Regions from separate parts of the Bos taurus genome. Here region 1 is linked to region 2. Evidence: chromatin contacts called from public Hi-C data. All regions are on one chromosome and are shown on one strand. Each heading gives the region's core, a stretch centred on a gene start, on an enhancer-like site or on the middle of the called end of the contact. The rest is flanking DNA. Distances are from core to core; before and after follow the strand shown. Region 1 overlaps PXYLP1 (2-phosphoxylose phosphatase 1). Region 2 has its middle 59 kb from the start of RASA2.

Evidence for each region. Hi-C and Micro-C count contacts between places; a contact is called where the count stands out from the background.
Region 1: a contact with region 2 is called in a Hi-C map of an unstated tissue, with 2.6 times the contacts expected there. The contact joins two enhancer-like sites. A contact is called at or near these places in 4 of 11 Hi-C or Micro-C datasets (blastocyst, liver, skeletal muscle and 1 more).

What each region holds. Positions count from the first base shown.
Region 1 is chr1:127,689,902-127,693,106 of ARS-UCD2.0, reverse strand. The region is part of intron 6 of PXYLP1 (2-phosphoxylose phosphatase 1); the gene reads left to right. Among named protein-coding and RNA genes, the nearest start is that of ZBTB38, 82 kb to the right of the region's middle. Within about 2 kb of position 1,481, at least 9 of the 102 cell types and tissues checked have an H3K27ac peak or open chromatin away from gene starts, as enhancers often do.
Region 2 is chr1:127,526,629-127,529,692 of ARS-UCD2.0, reverse strand. No RefSeq gene overlaps it. Among named protein-coding and RNA genes, the nearest start is that of RASA2, 59 kb to the right of the region's middle. Within about 2 kb of position 1,547, at least 8 of the 102 cell types and tissues checked have an H3K27ac peak or open chromatin away from gene starts, as enhancers often do.

The sequences.
Region 1 (3,205 bases), core at 232-2,731, 160 kb before region 2:
AGCTAAAAGGTTTTAGTGCCCAGATCTGAGGGACATGCATATGGTAGAGCCCCACCACACATGGAGCCTGCAAGTGTGTTCCTCACAAAAGCCATCTCTTCCTCTGCGGCCCTGCTCATACTACTGTGCAGCCAGTACACTGTCAGCATAGGTTGGTGAGTTAACTGTGGGTTGGCACGAGAAAGAACTGGTGCCCCCGAGAGGTTCCAGCTTCCTGTCTTCAGTCTGAGACCTCAGAGGACCTTTGTGTGGTCACTGGTCTTTCTGGAGGAATCAGGATGACCATATTTTGTTTCTTGATCCACCAGCATCTTAGGACCTCAGCTTTGATGGAAAGAAGGTCCATCAAACCCCATTGGTTTCCCCATGTTTTGAAAACTATTATTATTGGGGAGAATGATGGTAAATGACCAAGTGGGGCAAGATGAAGGCTCTGGAGGACTAGCCTTGCACAAGGAGTTTTGTCAAAAGCTTTTGCTAATTAGTTCCACATGTGCAAGCTCTGCATTAGTTTAAAGCAGGAGTCCTGGGATTTCCCTTGCGGTCCATGGCTAAGACCCTGTGCTCCCAATGCAGGGGGCCCGGGTTCAGTCCCTGAACCGGGAACTCTATCCCACATGCCACAACTGAAGATCTTGTATGCTGCATCTAAGACCTGGAGCAGCCAAATGAATAAATATTTTAAAAACAAATAAAAATAGAGGAGTCCTTCTCCTACCAGAACCAGAGCCCCCTTTTATTAACAAGTATTTTGTGGTGCTCTCTGAACTATCCCAAAGTGAAATTCAAATATAACCGTTCTATATACATAATTTTACAAAACAGTTATATCAGGTATCCTACCTGTAATATGAAGTACAAACAAAAGGAAATGATTTTATTATGTAATTGTATATATCTCACTATAAATGTTTGATCACACCTTTGTTAGAAAAGAGAATGAAGTAATCAATTGCTTGCACGTAAGTGTAGATGGGTGTGGTGACAGCTGCAAATGCAGACTGATCAAAGGATGTACATTGATGACACTTAATACCCCGTACATTGATGACTCTTAATACCCCGTATATCAGGACATGATTTATTTGACAAATGTGATCAAGACAAAAGACAGATGTCCCTTAATTTATTTCTGGAAAATTCAGTAGATGTTGATGTTATGCAAAAATGGTTTTATGTCTGTAGACACAAAAAAACAGTTTTGAAATTGAAGTATTAAAACTTCAAGGATTAAAGTATTAAAACTTGAAGGATTTTCACATATGGGAATATCTTGTACATTCAAAAGTTATTCAGAACAGAGAACAGTTCCTCGTGAAGACTGTCCAGCCCTTGGCCCCCACCCACAAGGGGTCAGCAATGTTCCTCCCCATGTTACCATGACAACCCTAACCCTCCCTGAGGGCAGAACTGTGCTTGCTGAGAACCACTGGTGGTGAGTAACAGAAACCAACTCAAGCCAAAAAGAAAAAAAAGGACATTTATTATAAAGACTGAGGATGACTCACAGACTCTAAGGGCAAGAATATGACTAGGCCTCCAGAGACTGGTCCCAGCGATAAAAAAGCTGTCTGTCTCTGCTGCTATGGTTTTGCTGTGTGTCTGTCAATGGAGACAGTCCTGGCCACATGTAGAGATGAACTTACACGGTCACGTTCTTGAGAGAATCTGATGGCGTCCTTGAGGGTCAGTGTCCATCAGCTGGCTGGGAGGTCAGGGTAATCGCATCAAGTAGTTTACTCATTCCCATCTTTCTTTCCAATTGACCTATTATCATCAGTGTTTTTCAAATTAGCCTTGCCCTAGAAATCTTATTTGTGGTAGTTTGCTCCTATTCCCTTGGTCTCTTTTAATGGTCATTTTTATCTATTTGAAATTTTGCATCGCTGTTGGAATAATCATTTATAAGTGACACACTTTGGGGACCTCACAGGAACCATGTAAGATGCAGTTGGTCATTAGTGTCTACTCTGTCCCAGGTGCTTTAGCAGCTGCCGTGTGTAGGGCAGGAGGGCGACTGGATGGCACGGCATGGAGGCCCCTGAGGGTGCTGCTGCCAGCTGCAGGTTCTTACAGAATAAACACAGGCTTTGGAGTAGACAGACCTATGAAGTGGGGCATGTAACATATTCCCGACAGAGCTGGTGGCCAGTTGCATTTGACAGTGTGTGTAAAGCGCTGAGTACAGTTCTAGCACATGCTAGGCTCAGCAAATGCAGCGAATGCCTCAGAAGTCCAGCAGCCTGTGTGAACAGGAGGGAATGGTTAATTCCACCTGGGGGAGAAAGAGAAGGACAGAAAAGGAGTTATAGTATTGGAGTCAGGATGAGGATTTCACTGGGAAGAGAAAGGGAAGGACAGGAGCCGGGTTGTGAAGATGCAAGTTGTGTTTGGAGAGAAGGAGACACCCTGAATGGGTAATATTTCGGCATGAACATGTAGGGAGAAGGTGATGTGAGCCGGGACTAAGAGCACAGGTTGGGCCCACATGGGAGCTGAAGCTCTGGCTCAGCCACATCTTAACTGTGAATGGCTTGGGCCTCAGTTTCCTTCTGCTTTCTTTGTTGTTTTTTTTTTGTGAGGAATAAAGGAGAAAGGTCTGGTGGCCTTTCATAGGTGGCCTCAGAATGCAGGGTAGGCCCAGAAGAAACTGGGGGCCAGACACAGATTCTGGGTGTTGGCCCCTCTGTGCAAGTCATTTGGAAATGCTAAGACCTGTCCCAGCCCAGATCTCTGAGGGGACTCTGCTCTCAATACTCTTCATTCGGAGTAGGATCTAGATAGCCTTCATGTTATTTTTTTCCCCCTGAGCTGTTCCCCTTCCTGGGCCAACACTGTTCACTCTGTCCCACACATTTCAGCCTGAAGTTGTCTTATCTTTTTGGTTGGGCTTTTCAGACCAGTCGGGCATCTGAATAAGTGGCATCACTGGTCACAGGGCCTGCCCATGGTTTACACTCAGGGAACTGCGATCTCACACTGAAAGGCCATCCCAACATCCTGTTGGCTGGAGAGTGAGCTTGCTCTTATCTTGGATTGCCTTCTCCTACTTGAAGATAAGGCTTTTTCAGTGTTTGTTTTTGTTTTTCTTTTTAACTGTACTGTGGCATAGTTCCTGTGTGTAGTTCAAAACTGTAACTACTAAAGAGAAACTTAAAATTCATGCTGCTACCCACGTTCTATCACCACCCCCCATTTCTGTGCC
Region 2 (3,064 bases), core at 298-2,797:
AGCCCTGATTGCTGGTCCACAGCATCAGTTTTGTATTTGAAGGGCAACCCAAACCAAATTCTCCAAAAATTCTATAACTACTGTCTGCTAAAAGGAACTTAATTTTATCTATCAAAACAGAATAATTATTATTGAAAGCATTTGTAACCGTTGAGAAACTAGATTAAAACCATAAAAACAAATCACACAAAGCAGTCCTGTTTGTACATATCCTTTTTAAGATTTTTCTTGATGTGTACCATTTTTTAAAAATCCTTATCGAATTTTTTACAGTATTGCTTCTGTTTTATGTTTTGGGTAGTTTTTTTTGTTTGTTTGTTTTTGCATTGAGGCATGTGAGATCTTAGCTCCCCGACCAGGGATCGAACTCACATGCCCTGCTTTGCAAGGTGAAGTCTTACCACTGGACTGCTAAGGAAGCCCCTGTACATATCCTTTTAATGACTTCAGGGCTTTTTATCCTTATTGCTCACTTTCCTCTTTCTTACCTCCGATTGATTGATTTTACTCCACTCCCTGTTTCCATCTATTCCTCTTTGTGGGGACAATAGTTCTTCCCATTTCAAGCTCTTTTATCTGAAAACTCCTCAACTCACACCCGCATTGTGGCCTCTGTTAATCTAACCCCTCTTAGCCCCTCCTTTTCTTCTTCCCTCCCCAGTTTGCAGCCTTTGACCCTGAATATTCAAGCAAGTGAGCAGGCGAGTTGAGTTGGTGTGCAGTTTTTAAAACTAAATACTCCAAGTTTAGATTTGGAAAAACTGTTTATAGCAGAAATGGGATTACGTTTTTATTATTTCCTTTATGACGTCTGAGATACCAACTAATTCTATTTAGTATGTTTTACTGAGAAGAGCATCTTTTTCAATAATTTTTAAGGTTATGACTTTTTGTGTCATTATATGTTCAGTCATGTCCAACTGTGGCCCCATGAACTGTAGCCCACCAGGCTCCTCTGTCCATGGAATTTTCCAGGCAAGAATACTAGTGTGAATCGCCATTCCCTTCTCCAGGGTATCTTCCCAAGCCAGGGATCAAACCTACATCTCCAGCATTGGCAAGATTCTTTACCACTAGCACCACCTGGGAATCATAGGAGTATTTTATTCCAGTTACAAGACACTTTGTTATATTTAAAAGCTGTAAAGAAGAATTTTATGAAGAATTTTATTTCATTTATTCAAAATATGTTTAATTTTCAGTATCCGGGATTTTGTCAAGGTTACGGCTACAGAGATAAAAGGGGTAACTTGTGACTTCAAGGAATCTGAGTCCAGGGAAGGAGGCAATAGATGATTACAAAATAAGCCCTGAGCTCCTAGGGACTCAGAACCAAAGCAGGGAGCGTTGGCACTGAGCTGGGGCTTACAGAGCTTGGGCTTCCTAGTGTGAGCAGGTCCAAGTAGAATTGATTAAAAAGAGCTAGGAGTGAATATATTTTGCCCCAAAAGCCTGGGTGGTGACTCATCACCTTTGTGGTGGTGAGTCAAGAGAGGTGTGCTAAGGGCACATCACTAGGGCCTCATGGGTCTGGCCAAAGAGTGGTTTGTTTTCTTTTTTTCTGTCTGAAAGCAGAAGGGCCATAGTGGGGGTTGGAGGAGCCCATGAGGGTCTGAGTGCTAGGAGATGAAGTCAGAGAGATGAATCACAGGTCCAAGCAAGATGAGAAGCCATTGCAGGGCTTAAACAGAGAGGAAACCATCTGATGTGTTTAAAGGCTCACCCTCCCGAAGTTCAGTGAACAGACCACAGGACGGGTTGGGGTGGGGAAATCAGATGAGAGGCTGAGACAGCACACAGGAGAGATGACAGTAGCCTGGACAAAAATGGGAGCAATGAAAATGGACTAGGTCACATTCTGGATAGACTGTTTTTAATCTTGAATTTAAAAAATTTCAAACATGCAGAAGTAGAATACTATGGTGGACTCCAGTGTATCTACCCATCATCCAACTCCAACAATCCACCATTCGTAGCCAATTTTGTTCTACCTATACCCTCACCTGCTTCCCCTCTGTACTGTATTGTTTTGAAGCATATCCCAGACATCATACTATTTTGTCGAAATATTTCAGAATATATCTTTTTTTTTTAAAAATAAGCATTTCTAATATAACCATACTATTATCACACCTTCAAAAATAATATTCCTTAATATTATCAAATTCATTCATTAAAATTTCTGAATATTCTTATAATTGTCATAATCGTCTTTACAATTTGAATCAGCATCCAAATAAGGTCCCACACTACAATTGGTTGATATAGCTAAGTATCTTTTAATCTTTGGTTCCCCCATCGCTTTTTCCCCCTTTGTAATTTATTTATTTTTAATATTTATTTGGCTGCACTGGGTCTTAGTTGTGGTACTTGGGCTTAGTTGCTCTGCAGTATGTGGGATCCTAGTTCCCCAACCAGGGATCAAACCTGAGTTGCCTGCATTGCAAGGTGAATTCTTAACCACTGAACCATCAGGAAAGTCCCTGAAATTTATTTTTGAGGAAATTAGATCCTAAAGAGTTTCTCAGTACCTGTGAAGCAGCAAGACAACTTCCTAGGGAGGTTTGTATGGTCCAGCTGAGCTTAGGGATGTACTGAAGATAGGATTTGCAGGTGATTTAAGTCCTGAAAATGGACTTAAATCCATTTAAGTGGATGAGGAAAACAGAACAGTCAAGAATGACTCTGAGCTTTGGGCCTGAGCAATTGGAAGGATGGAGTTGCCAATAGACAACTAGATACACAGATCAGAAGTTTGTAACAGAGGACAGTCTTCAGGTATGTATCTGCAAGTTATGTTTCATTCACTCAAAACATATTTGAGCCAAGTAATGAGAATCCGAGAGTGGGTGAAACCATTGGTCCCTGGAATTTGTGATCTAGTGAAAAACATAATACGCTAAATAATTACAACTATGGTAAGTGCTATAAAGAATAGATACATATTGTTATGGGGATATTTGATGGGGGGACCTAACCAAGTCTGGGAGTTCAAGAGAAGACATCCTTGAGGAAGTAATTTCTGAGCTGAAGTCTAAGGGATGAATGAGAGTTGAAATGGGAG